3 separate regions of the Zea mays genome follow, and all the other regions are linked to region 3. Evidence: chromatin contacts called from public Hi-C data. All regions are on one chromosome and are shown on one strand. The core of a region is the stretch at or near the end of the contact, and the rest is flanking DNA. Distances in the headings are between cores, read along the strand shown.

Region 1 (4,293 bases), core at 155-2,654, 180 kb before region 3:
GTGACACGGACAAGGTGGGTCGTGGAGATCATGCACTAGTTCTATCTCTGTAACTCTGATTCAATCGATGATAAGGCTGAATAGAAGACCCCTACGAAGGCTGAATAGGAGACCCCTACTAAAAAATGACAGACACACGCCACATTCATCTTCTACATCTAGAAACCACTTGTAACGAGGAGAGGCATCGAACAATTCCACGACCAGAAACCACGTAGGGGACTATGCTCACTAACAGTCCGAACCTGCACAACTTCTTGTGTTCTGATATGTTCCGCATGTACCATCGAGCTACGATTGACGTTACTGTCCTCCTAAAAACGCTATGTAACGTGTTGCCGGTACTCGACACGAACAGTACGGACACCTAACTAGTATATATGAACTACGAGTTGCACTTGACCATCGCTACATAGCGCAACATGTGGTAATCTAAATAGAGCTGTCGAGCCTCAACGTGAAAACGAGCACAATAATTTGCCAATGTTTATTACCCCTTCATACTAAATTTCAATGTTTAAAAAAGTCAAACCATCCCACCATACAAGATTGTAAGTTATTTTAATTTTTTAGAGTCAAAACATCTCAAATTTGATTGTCTATAACAAATAAATAACATTTGTAATACCATTTTAGTTTTATCAAAAAAAATATTGATTATATTTTTTTATAGTACTACCTCCTTTCGCTTATATTTGGCATTGTGTAGTTCAATTTTTAACTAAACATCATCACATAAAAAATGGAGGAAGTATATTTGTTGATGTCAAAAATATTTGTTTTCTGTAATTTTGATCATATTTATGATATCAAACAAGTACACTGTAAAAAGCTAATTAATTAAACAAGTACACTGTAGAAAACTATTTGTTTTTATATAATTTTGTTTTTTTTCTTAGATGTAAAACAGGATGTCGGGGTTTATATAGAAAAAACAGAGTGTCGGATCCTCGGCTTTTATTGGGAGATAACCCATAGATATGGAGTTTTGTAGTATCAACTTTTAATTCCCTCCGTTTCTGAGCTTTTGGGCAGGTCGTACAAGCAAACATGCAACGATGGCACACGCCTGCATCGACGATGACACACGGAGATTTGACCCATAGCGGTGAGTAGCCAGCTTTTGCCAGTGGCGTCCCTACTGCTCGTGCTGGTCCATCCCCGTGCCAGCCGATCATATAGATAGATATAGCGTGTTTACCAACACCATCCACTGTGACCCGTCGGCTGTGTAGAGCGTGCCAGCCGATCATATAGATAGCTCGGCTCGCACCCCGTCGGCTCCCCGCCACGGCCCTTTCAACCCAAAAGACCCGTTTCTCGGACGCCGCGCCCCGCGCCTCCAGCTTAAACCCCGAAGGGCAGTTCCTAGTGCATCGCCGCCGCGGCCGCCGCTGAGAGTAGTCATGTGCTAGTGCGCCCCGGCGCAGTCCTAACGGTACGTAGGTCTCTCCACGGTGGTTTAGTGAAGTTAAGAACACCGCCATGGTGACAGGCCGGGTCAAGGCGGCCATGGGCTTCCAGCGCAGCCCCAAGTCGCAGGTGCCGGAGGCGGCGTCTCCTTCTCGGGCGCCTACGTCGGGGTCCGTGTCCACCGCCGGGTCGGCGCCGTCCAAGGCGTCGGCGCTCGCGCGGTCCTTCGGCGCGTACTTCCCGCGCTCTTCGGCGCAGGTGCGCCCCGCCGCCCGCGCGCCGCCGCAGGTCGCCGAGCTGCTGCGCGCCATCGAGCAGCTCCAGGAGCGGGAGTCGCGCCTCCGCGTGGAGCTGCTGGAGCAGAAGATACTCAAGGAGACCGTCGCCATCGTCCCGTTCCTGGAGGCCGAGCTCGCGGCCAAGAAGGCCGAGCTCCAGAGGTGCAGGGACACCGCGGAGCGGCTGGAGGCCGAGAACGGGCGGCTGTGCGCCGAGCTCGACGCCGCCGCGCTCGAGGTCACGAGCAGGAAGCAGAGGATCGTCGAGCTGGAGAAGGAGATGGCGGAGCTGAGGACGCGGCAGGACGCGGCAGCGGACGCCGACGACTGCTCCTCGTCCGCTTCGGCGCCGAGCGAGCGTCTCGAGAGCTCCAGCGCTGCGCCAAAGCCAAACCGCGCGAGTTTAGCTCAGCTTGATCCTCCAGCGCCGCCAGCGCCAGGGCCAGCGCCTTTGAAGTCCAAGTCCTACTTCTCCGCGAGCTCGTCGCACCCTTCGCCCGCAAGCTCGTCGCCGCCGCCCTCGCCGTCTTCCTCCACGTCGACCTCGTCTTCGCCAGCGCACTCCCGCTCGTCGTCGGACACGGCAGCCGCTCCAAGGCCCCGCGTGGTAGAGCTCTCAAAGCTCCCGCCCATACCTCCGCCGCCGCCGCCTTGCCCTCCTCCGCCACCTCCCAGCAGGAGCAAGAGATCCTCTCCCCCGAACTCAGCCAGCGTGGACGGAAGCGCAGCCGCCGCTCCGCCTCCCCCGCCGCCGCCGCCGCCGCCGCCTCCCCCTCCGGCAAGGAGGCAGTTCGGCGCCGCGCCAGCACCGCCTGCAGGGGCATCGTCGGGGCAGGGCGACGTGAGGCGCGTGCCCGAGGTGGTGGAGTTCTACCACTCGTTAATGCGGCGGGAGTCCAAGAGGGACGGCAGCGGCACAGCAAGTGAGGCCGCGAACGGAGGCGGCGGCGGCGCGGCGGCGACGCGCGACATGATCGGAGAGATCGAGAACCGGTCTGCGCATCTCCTCGCGGTGCGTAAAGCTGAAGCATCCATCCATCCGTAATCACCTCGTTCTCGTTTTCCGAACCGTGACCACCGCCGCCGGTACGCAGCTACTACGCGCGTTAGGTCGGGTAGATAGGCGTCCTCTTCAGCTGCTAGCCTTCTAACCACTGTCCGAATGGAACGACCCGAAGAACGCTTCGTGTAGGTTGGTTGGTTGGTTTGGTGACGCACAGTCGTGGAACAGTGGAGGCGTCGTTCTCCGTCGTCATTTATGACAATATTACAAGCGGTCTCCGTCGTCATTTATGACAATATTACAAGCGGTCTCCGTCGTTATTACAAGAGAAGCGGTTTGGTTGGGTAGATATACGGCTGCTACGGTCAATGCATGCATGATCCGTTTGCTCTCGAGTTATCCTCCTCGATGTCCATGCCAGAAATCCAAATGCATTCTCATTGCTGAAATGTTGACGGTACATTGTGCTGATACTACGGGCGGGCTGGTAAACTAGAAACGTAGTACGTGATCCGAGGTGGACGTGTCGAATTCTGAAGCAGTTCGACAGAAAAAAAAAGAAGTAAACTATAATTGCAAAAACTGACCGCCACAGACTCTGCTCTGGCAGATCAAGTCGGACGTGGAGAGGCAGGGCGACTTCATCCGGTTCCTGATCAAGGAGGTGGAGGGCGCGGCGTTCGTGGACATCGAGGACGTCGTGAGCTTCGTCAAGTGGCTGGACGACGAGCTCTCGCGCCTGGTGCGTTCAAGGTAGCCGACGAGCCCACCGTCGGCTTCAGCCTTTGCTAACAATCCGGCACTCGTGTCCGTGCAGGTGGACGAGCGCGCGGTGCTGAAGCACTTCGAGTGGCCGGAGAACAAGGCGGACGCGCTCCGCGAGGCGGCGTTCGGCTACTGCGACCTCAAGAAGCTGGAGCGGGAGGCGGCCTCCTTCCGCGACGACGCGCGCCAGCCCTGCGCCGCGGCGCTCAAGAAGATGCAGGCGCTCTTCGAGAAGTAAGCGGGCCGGGGGACTTTCTTTTTCTTTTTTTGATCGCAAGGGGGTTTCTTTTTTTTTTTTGGGTCTCAATGCGCGTGCGGCGTGCCTGTGCCCCGACTGGAATTTCAGGCTGGAGCACGGCGTGTATAACCTCGCCCGCGTCCGGGACGCCGCCACCGGCCGCTACACCCGGTTCCAGATCCCGTGGGAGTGGATGAAGCAGGACACCGGCATCGTCAGCCAGGTAACGTACATTCACTCGCCGTGGGTTGGGTCCACTCCGTGTAGATGTAGAGACTGTACAGTAGGATGTACCTTTTCCGTAGAGTGAGCGAGTGAGTGAATTCTACGCTTGGATGGAGAGGACAAAACAACTTTCTTTTTCCCCCGATGCCGTCCGCACATGCGTGTCGGGTGTCACGTACCGACGTACTCCGCGGTACGCCTACAGCCCCCCCGGCTGGCGCCTGCTGTGCCCGCGCCCGCGCCGCGCGTGATCCGGCACGCCTCTGCTAGTTCACGTGCAGATCGGAGCCCGTAGAACGGCGGTGCGTACAGCGTACCCCCCATCCCGTGCCGGTCCCAGTACGGTACACAACAAAAGGAGAATCCGGGGT
Region 2 (4,604 bases), core at 87-2,586, 170 kb before region 3:
CAGAAGAAATTTATAAAAGAGGGATCGCATCGCGTCGCATCTGGTGGACACAGGACGAGAGGGTCCAACAGTTTTGACCCCCTGTCAGCGTATCACGGTTCACGGGTAGTAAGACCGATGAGCAAGGAGACCTGTATCCGTAGCAAAACGCCAAAAGCGAACCATGGAACGCCTTTTTGTGTCCCTTCCCCCGTCACGGACCACCCACGAGCGAATTCCTCCTCTGCCACCACCACATGAGCAAATGGGCGGTGCGATTTGGCGCTGGTGCGCTACACTACACTACACTGCCCCGCCTCCATCTGCGGCAGACAAACGCGCCGTTCCACCCCTAGTGCCCCAAGGCCTGCGGCCGGAACTCCCAAAAGCCCAGCACGGGCACAGGCACAAACCTTTTCGAAAGATTATACTGTCTATTTCCAATCTTTGGTTAATTAGATGCTTAAGGCCTAGTTTGACGACCCTATTTTTCGCCAGAACGTTGCGCCGTGCTACTCTCACTAAAACCGAAAGGAGTGGTACACTGGTACTAGCATAGCACATGCAGGGGCACGGGCGCGGCAGGGTAGCGGCGCGTACGCACCTGGAACGTGACGCTGGAGACGGGGTTGCCCCTGGCGTAGGCGACCCTGGAGGACGCCGGCGCGGCCGCGCGCAGCATGCACGCAAGCGACTCCCACTGGTTCAGGCTGATGGAGTCCCCCACGAACAGTATCTTCTTCCCCTTCCACCGCCTCAGCAAGTCCTGCCCGTTGAACCTGGCGTGTTGGCAGCAACGACGGCGGGCGCGCCGTTATTAGCTCCAGGAGCACAGCCTGCACTGCACAGCCGCGCGGCGCGGCCTGGGCGCTTGGCTCCTGCTGGCGCGCCGAGATTCGATTCGATTCGATCGATGGAGGCGAGCACGCGTACGTACCTCGGGAGCTCGCAGGACGCCGGGCGCCACCGGTACTTGAGGTACAGCTTGTCGGGCCGGCCATACTTCTGGCAGTCGAACTCCGGCTCCACGAAGGGGCACCCCGCCGCGTCGTACATCGGCAGCGTGTCGTCGTACACCCAGCTGCCCTGGAACAGGTTGCACGACGCCATGCCAGTGCCGGGAGCGCCACCACGCTGGGCGCGCCGCCCTCCCCCGTGCCGCGTGCTGTTGTGCTGCCTCGCGGGCTTGTGCCGGAGGCCGAGCGTGCCAGTGCCCGTGCCCGCGGCGGCGGCGGCGCGCAGTAGCGACCACGCGACGGCCGCGGCGAGGAGGGGCAGGAGTGGCAGCTGCCGGTGCCGCTGCTTGGCCGCCATTGCGCGGCGCTGTGGAGTGAGCAGCGAGGAGCTGGGCCTTGCGGGGACGGACACGGACACGGACGGGTCAGATGAGGCCGGCGCGCCCGACTTTTTATAATAGTAAGCAGAGAGCGACGGGTTTTGCGCCTTTTATCCTGGCCTCTCTGGCTCTCTCTCTCAGCTTTTTCCCTGGGCTGGCCCTGGCCCTGGCCGGCCGGATTATCTCCGGTTAGATTCTCGGCCGGTCGCTGGCCGCTGGGGCCTGAGCGGCTGCGCCATGGGAATCCGCCGGGAAGGTTTTCCCTGCTGAGGCTGAGGTGGCAGAGGCTGACAGATGCGGCGATGTGACGACTCTGTATCGGCAGCGGCAAGGTCAGAGGCAGCGGTCGCCGGCAATACAGAGGTAGTAGTCCACGCCACGGCCCGCGGCGTCACCCTGTTACCGCCACTACCAGGCTCGTACATCGGCACCGCCCTTGAAAGAACTCCCACGGACTGCTGTCATTTTGTATCCGCCTAGTCTGACCTCTTGCATACGACGAGCATACGCTGGACTCCTGGTGGTTCATTGACCAATGTAGTATGTACATGAGTGCTTCAGGTACATGTACATGCATCTGCATATCTCCTCCGGCCTCACTCCGTGATTGCGGCATTGCGAATATACATTTGGTTTCCATATTTCTATGCTTCACTCGTTAGTACATCGGATGTGACGCTGTATACACTTCCAAGTTGGAGTGCATGCCCTTTATTAAATCTTTATATAATACTCATAATTAATATTCAAACATTAAACTTTAGTTAGCTGAATCAAACCCTTCGATGTTGCGCCCGCACCAGCTTTGTGGATCTATGGATCACTTATCCTGCTCTATGAGCATAGCAAGCGGAGTTATACACTTATACTCATTAGGGGTGGAACCACATGTTTGTCTAGGGACACTGGACCGATTTTTCCAACTCCTATGCTCCCATCTCTTTTCTGGTCTCTGTCCTCACCCAGATTATTTCGTACCATCATATAGAACATCGACCTTGCCCCATCAACCAGCGTGTTCCGGATCCCCATGCAACCACTATGAGCGTTCCGGATTTCATGCAACCACTACGAGTGCTTTCTCCTTCTCATTGTCGTTGAAAATCGACTAGATGGGAGATGAATAGACGAAAACTGAAAATTATAAACTTTGAGCACGCACTTCACCCGGGGTTAGGGTTAGAAATAAATAATAGTGAATTCGGAGTACGGAAGATAGTTATTCTTGATGTGATTTGCTCAATCAATGCGGATAACTTTGGGAGCCAACTCAAAAACAACGTGAGCAAGAGAACTTTTAGTGAGAGGGGAGATGGAAGAAACAAATCGAACGGTGAAGATCAACACAAATGGACACGGCGATTTGTTTCACGAGGTTCGGTTCCAAAGAACCTACTCCCGTTGAGGAGACCACAAAGGCCGGGTCTATTTCAACTCTTTCCCTGTCTCAATCGGTCACTTAGACCGGTTGAGTGCTTCTTCTCAATCTCACGGGTCACTAAGACCCCGCAAGGATCACCACACAATTATGTGTCTCTTACAAGCTTTACAAAACACTAGAGAGTTTAGAGATAGATGAAGAAAGCAACAATTGAAACACAAATCACCCTCTCTCAAGTCACTAAACATTTTAGATCACTTGACTTGATTTTGGCATTTGGAGAGGATTGGAGGCTTTGAATTTGTCTTTGGAGTGTATTATTTGCTCTTGTATTGAATGTAGAGAGTGGGAAGCTTGGATTGCTTGAATGGTGGTGGTTGGAGGTATTTATAACCTCAATCACTATTCTAGTCGTTGTCTCAATTCTCTGTCGATGGGCACACCGGACAGTCCGGTGATGCACCGGACACTCCACTGTTCACTGTTCGGTGAGTGTCACGTCAGCCGACCGTTGGAGTTTGGAGCTGTTGACCGTTGAAGTCGTCTATCTTTTTGGTGCACCGGACAGTCCGGTGGCACACCAGACAGTTTGTGCGAACTGGCATCGCAGACTGTCTCTGACCTTGTCGGCGTTTCGAGACCGGGGGGTCCCTGGGCCGACGAGTGAAATGTCGCCGCATGCCCCAGCCCAGATGGGTCAGCGCGAGACGGAGCGCGAAGGGGGGAAAAGGCAGACGGAGAGAGTGAGAGGTGGAAATCCCGCGGCCTTCGTGTTTGTCCCGCGCCCAGGTCGGGTGCGCTTGCAGTAGGGGGTTACAAGCGTCCACGCGGGAGGGGAGTGTCGGCGTTTCGAGACAGGGGGGTCCCTAAGCCGACGAGTGAGTGTGCTGCGTGCCCCAGCCCAGATGGGTCGAGCGCGTGGGCGAGCGCGAAGGGGGGAGAGGCGAGGTGGCCGGAGTCGAGCGTGAGAGAGGTGTAAGTCCCGCGGCCTTCGTGTTCGTCCCGCGCCCAGGTCAGGTGCGCTTGCAGTAGGGGGGTTACAAGCGTCCACGCGGGTGAGGGAAGCGAGCGGCCCCAAGAGAGCGCCTGTCCCGTCCTCGGTCCCGCGCGGCCAACCTCCTCTGAGAAGGCCCTGGTCCTTCCTTTTATAGTCGTAAGGAGAGGATCCAGGTGTACAATGGGGATGTAGCAGAGTGCTACGTGTCTAGCGGAGGGAGAGCTAGCGCCCTAGGTACATGCCAATGTGGCAGCCGGAGAGATCTGGGCACCCTGCTGGCGTGATGTCGTGGCTGTCGGAGGTGCGGCGGAGCCTGATGGAGGGACAGCTGTTGGAGCGGTCGAGTCCCTGCTGACGTTGTCCTGCTTCCGTAAGAGAGCCGGGGGCCGCCGTCGTCACAGAGCTTGCGGAGCGCCATCATTGCCCCTCCGGCGGAGCTGGCCGGATGGGACGCCGGTCTTGTTCTCCGTGACCCGAGTCGATTCGGGGTAGGATGATGATGGCGCCTCTTGTTGGCGTGGCGGTCTATGCCCTAGGCAGGGCGACGTGGGGGTTCCTCCGAAGCCAAGGTTGAGTTTGCCTTTTGTTGCCGTGGCCGAGCCCGAGCCAAGGGGTCGGGCGAGGCGGAAGTCGTTCGGCCGAGGCCAGGGCGGAGTCCGAGCCCTGGGATCGGGCGAAGCGGAGTTTCGTCGTCTTCCGGGTGCTAGCCCGAGTCCGAGCCCTGGGGTCGGGCGGAGCGGAGTTCACCGTCTTCCGGGTCTTAGCCCGAGTCCGAGCCCTGGGGTCGGGCGGAGCGGAGTTCGCCGTCTTCCGGGTCTTAGCCCGAGTCCGAGCCCTGGGGTCGGGCGGAGCGGAGTTCGCCGTCTTCCGGGTCTTAGCCCGAGTCCGAGCCCTGGGGTCGGGCGGAGCGG
Region 3 (4,351 bases), core at 243-2,742:
CGCGGCCCTCCATGGCGGTCTGGTTCGCCCGCAGCGGCTGCGTGCGCCTGCAGTCGCCGCCGTGGTCCCAGGTCCCGTTCTCGAAGTGCGACATCGGGGAGAGCATGCGCACGATGACGCGCCCTCGCAGGCGCTCCAGGTCGTTGATGGCGCGCAGCGCCACGCGCCACGCGCGGCGCTGCGAGTAGTAGAGCGTCAGGTCGGGCACGCCGTACTGGCGGCTGCAGAAGCTGCACCCGACGAGGCGCCGCCGCTCGTAGAAGAGGGAGGGGCGGGAGAACCAGTTGGCCGCCGACACCAGCACGTAGTCGAAGCGGGGCATCTGGGACACCCACTTGTCGTCGGGCTCGTCCAGGTAGAGGCTCCAGTGGCCCGTGTGCGCGGGGCCGTCGTGGTCGGGCTCCCGGGCGCGCACCAGGAACGGCGACCAGAACATGCTGATGGTGAAGTTGTACGCCCGGTAGTGGTACACCTTGTTCTGGTCCGACGGGTTCGCCGACAGGTCCTTGGGATACGCCACCTGCAGCCAGCCATGGAGACACAGTGGTCGCGAGGTCAGTTCGCTGCTTGCATGTGGCTGTCTCTGCTCTGGTGGTGTGGTGTAGTGTGGAAGTGGAAGCTTCAGCTGCGCAAAGTCTGATGCGTCTCGGCGGCAGAGCAGGCCGTTGTCATCATCATCACTCAGGAGCAGCCGAGCACATAAACGAAGTAACCAACGGACCTGGGACAGGAGGCAGAGCAGCGACTGCATGTGGTTCCGCGCCAGCGAGTCCCCGACGAAGGCCAGCGACTTCCCGCGGGCGAACTGCAGGAACTGCAGCGGGTCGAAGCGCGGCAGCTCGCATCCGGAGGGCCGCCACCGCCACTTGAGGAAGCCCAGGTCGGGGCGGCCGTACTTGAGGCAGTTCTGGTGCTCCTGGATCATGTGGCACGTCTTGTGGTTGTAGTAGGGCGCCTCCGCGTCCGGCACCCACTCGCCGCGGAAGATGTCGCAGTACTTCATGACGCTGACCACGGGCGCCGAGGAGGCCAGCTTCGCGGTGCGCGGCGCCACGCCGACGCCCACCAGCCCGAAGTACTGCGCGTTGGTGAGCACGATGAGGATGGCCAGCGCCGAGAAGTAGACCGGCACCGGCCCGAACAGGAACCGCACCAGCCAGTGGAGCTTCTTCATCCTACCGGCCTTCTGCCGCCGCCGCCTCGAGCGGCAGACCTCCGATTCAACTCCCCACACCGTACCTAGCTGGCTACCTAGCAATCTCTCACCCGCGCGGCTAGCAATTCATGCCCAAGTCGAGCGTCGGCTAGTAAGACGACGACGGCCTCCGGCGCTGGTGGCCGGGCTCACCGCTCTCGCTCGCTCGCTGTGTGCTATCCATCCATGCCGAAACCCCTTTTGGTGCTCTTGAATAAGCCGGTGGCCGCGTGAAGGCAGGGAGTAGGTGCGCGGCCGGTTTCAATAATACTGCCAAGTGGGTCTCGCAAGAGAACATGTCTGTCCCTGTCAATATTAATCGCGTAAGCCCCCGTCATTAAGAAAATGCCCTCCCGCTTGACCTCTGTTTTGGGAGAGGGGGGGGGGGGGGGGGGGGGGGGGGGGTCATCGCCCGCTGCTTGCCCTGCTGCCGAGCTGTAAAAATTGAGCTGTCTTTGACGAGTGCCCGGGTCGTGCCCCCCTGCAGATCTGAAACAGATTATCCCACCATATAATACGCGTTTTGCTGTACCACTACTGATGCAGGAGGATATAAAACAAATGCGACAGACAGCGGTCGACGTGCGTGCGCGCCCATCGATAAGAAGAACATCGGGTATTAGTTGTGGTTCGGGAGTGCTCGCCATGCTCGGTTTCAGAGGCGGGATGTTTGTCCGGTGGGAGCTTGGCGAGATTGACGGTGGCGGCGGGCGGCGGAGAAGATGCCTTCTGCTCGTGGTCGGCCTTTACCAGCCATAGCGTAACGAGAGAGAGAGAGAGAGAGAGGGAGGCAACTGCGACGGCAAGGAACCGGCGCCTGACCGGGCGTCCTGACATCAGATTGGATCCAAGTAGCCATCACGGAAGGCGCGTCGCCTGGTTGGGCCCCATCCGGCCGGCGATCTCAGTTCGGCAGGAGGCGGACGTTAACCCCGAGGTTGGCACGGTCTGTGCCACCATATGGAGCACACACAGCGAAGTCACCGAGCTGCTGTTTGAAATGGGCTGGACTGGACTAGTAGATAGATCTACGTGCGTGCGTGCGTAACGGCAGGAACCGCGTGGATTGGGCGCAACCATTCGTCCGGAAGAGCAGCGACGCGACACGAAAGGAACGCGGCGTGGCGTCGTCAGAGAAGAAAGCAAAAAAAAAAAAAGCAGGGCGTGTTGGCTCTCCTCCTTGCGTGCCCGACTCATTGCTCCCTGCCAAAGATTGTTTAGCAGAACGGCACAAAGAGAGACAGGCCTACGTGGAGTGAATAGCCGCAACAGCTGTTGCCTGGGACCGGTCCGCGGGATGGGAATGGGACCACGAGCGAGCAGCGTCCGGGCGCGTGAAGGCGCCGAGGAAATTATCTCCGGGGGTGAACGGCAGCAGTACACAGCGCACGGCGGTGGATCGATTGGTAACTCTTGGGGACCGAATCAATCCACACGGATAAAGTACGATTATCAGCTCAATTGGATGCATTTTTTTATATCCATGAATAATACATTTCAAGGAGCATTTATAGATGTTTCGTCTTGTCGGCGTTCCGAGACCGGGGGTCCCTAGCCGACGAGTGAATGTCGCCGCGTGCCCCAGCCCAGATGGGTCGAGCGCGAGGGCGAGCGCGAAGGGGGGAGAGCGAGGCGACCGGAGACCGGCGTGAGAGAGGTGGGAATCCCGCGGCCTTCGTGTTCGTCCCGCGCCCAGGTCGGGTGCGCTTGCAGTAGGGGGTTACAAGCGTCCACGCGGGAGAGGGAGCGAGCGGCCCCAAACGAGCGCCTGTTCTCGTCCTCGTCCCCACGCGGCCAACCATCTCTAAGAGGGCTCTGGTCCTCCCTTTTATAGGCGTAAGGAGAGGATTTAGGTGTACAATGGGGGTGTAGCAGGGTGCTACGTGTCTAGCGGAGGTGAGCTAGCGCCCTAGGTACATGCCATTGTGGCAGCCAGAGAGATCTTGACACCCAGCTGGTGTGATGTCGTGGCCGTCGGAGGAGCGATGGAGCTTGGCGGAGGGACAGCTGTCGGAGCGGTTGAGTCCTTGCTGACGTCCTCTTGCTTCCGTAAGGGGGCTGAGAGCCACCGTCGTCACAGAGCATGCGGGGCGCCATCATTGCCTATCTGGCGGAGCGAGCCAGATGGGACGCCGGTCTTATTCCCTACGGCCCGAGTCAGCTCGGGGTAGGGTGATAATGGCGCCTCCTGTTGACGTGGCTGGTCTGCGCCCTAGGTTGGGCGATGCGGAAGCTCCTTCGAGGCCGAGGTCGAGTCCGAGCCCCCGGGTCGGGCGAGGCGGAGATTGCCGGCTGGTGCTGGGGCGGAGTCCGAGCCCTGGGGTCGGGCGAAGTGGAGTTCGTCGTCTTCTGGGGCCGAGCCCAAGTCCGAGCCCTAGGTCGGGCGAGGCGGAGATCGTCGTCTTCTGGGGCCGAGCCCAAGTCCGAGCCCTAGGTCGGGCGAGGCGGAGATCGTCGTCTTCTGGGGCCGAGCCCAAGTCCGAGCCCTGGGCAAGGCGGAGATCGCCGTCTTCCGGGACTTAGCCCGAGTCCGAGCCCTGGGTCGGGCGGAGTTCGCCGTCTTCCGGGACTTAGCCCGAGTCCGAGCCCTGGGTCGGGCGGAGTTCGCCGTCTTCCGGGACTTAGCCCGAGTCCGAGCCCTGGGTCGGGCGGAGTTCGCCGTCTTCCGGGACTTAGCCCGAGTCCGAGCCCTGGGTCGGGCGGAGTTCGCCGTCTTCCGGGACTTAGCCCGAGTCCGAGCCATGGGTCGGGCGGAGTTCGCCGTCTTCCGGGACTTAGCCCGAGTCCGAGCCCTGGGTCGGGCGGAGCGGAGTTTCCTATGGTGCCTTCGGCAGGGCCTGACTGCCTGTCAGTCTTACTATGTCAAGTGGCACTGCAGTCGGAGTGGCGCAGGCGGCGCTGCCCTTCTGTCGGGCCGGTCAGTGGAGCGGCGAAGTGACGGCGGTCACTTCGGCTCTGCCGGCTGGGGGGCGCGCGTCAGGATAAGGGTGTCAGGCCACCTTTGCATTAAATGCTCCTGCGACTTGGTCGGTCGGTGCGGCGATTTGGTCAGGGTTGCTTCTTAGCGAAGGCAGGGCCTCGGGCGAGCCGGGAATATGTTCGCCGCTGAAGGGGGGCCTCGGGCGAGACGGAAATCCTCCAGGGTCGGCTGCCCTT

Evidence for each region. A called contact is a pair of places that touch in the nucleus more often than the background predicts.
Region 1: a Hi-C map of bundle sheath shows a contact between it and region 3, with 2.7 times the contacts expected there. The contact joins the promoter of LOC100273527 here to the promoter of LOC100277263 in region 3. A contact is called at or near these places in 4 of 25 Hi-C or Micro-C datasets (bundle sheath, endosperm, leaf and 1 more).
Region 2: a Hi-C map of tassel shows a contact between it and region 3, with 3 times the contacts expected there. The contact joins the promoter of LOC103651417 here to the promoter of LOC100277263 in region 3. A contact is called at or near these places in 5 of 25 Hi-C or Micro-C datasets (bundle sheath, ear, endosperm and 2 more).

The regions. Positions count from the first base shown.
Region 1 is chr3:219,377,074-219,381,366 of Zm-B73-REFERENCE-NAM-5.0, reverse strand. LOC100273527 (pherophorin like protein) reads left to right here and starts at 1,404. Exons shown (of 6, transcript NM_001147945.1): 1 at 1,404-2,703; 2 at 3,305-3,436; 3 at 3,512-3,693; 4 at 3,806-3,920. The coding sequence starts at 1,486.
Region 2 is chr3:219,360,588-219,365,191 of Zm-B73-REFERENCE-NAM-5.0, reverse strand. It overlaps LOC103651417, which reads right to left and starts at 1,336. Exons shown (of 5, transcript NM_001150673.2): 1 at 917-1,336; 2 at 584-758. The coding sequence starts at 1,293.
Region 3 is chr3:219,192,381-219,196,731 of Zm-B73-REFERENCE-NAM-5.0, reverse strand. It overlaps LOC100277263, which reads right to left and starts at 1,492. Exons shown (of 2, transcript NM_001150882.2): 1 at 722-1,492; 2 at 1-520. The coding sequence starts at 1,174.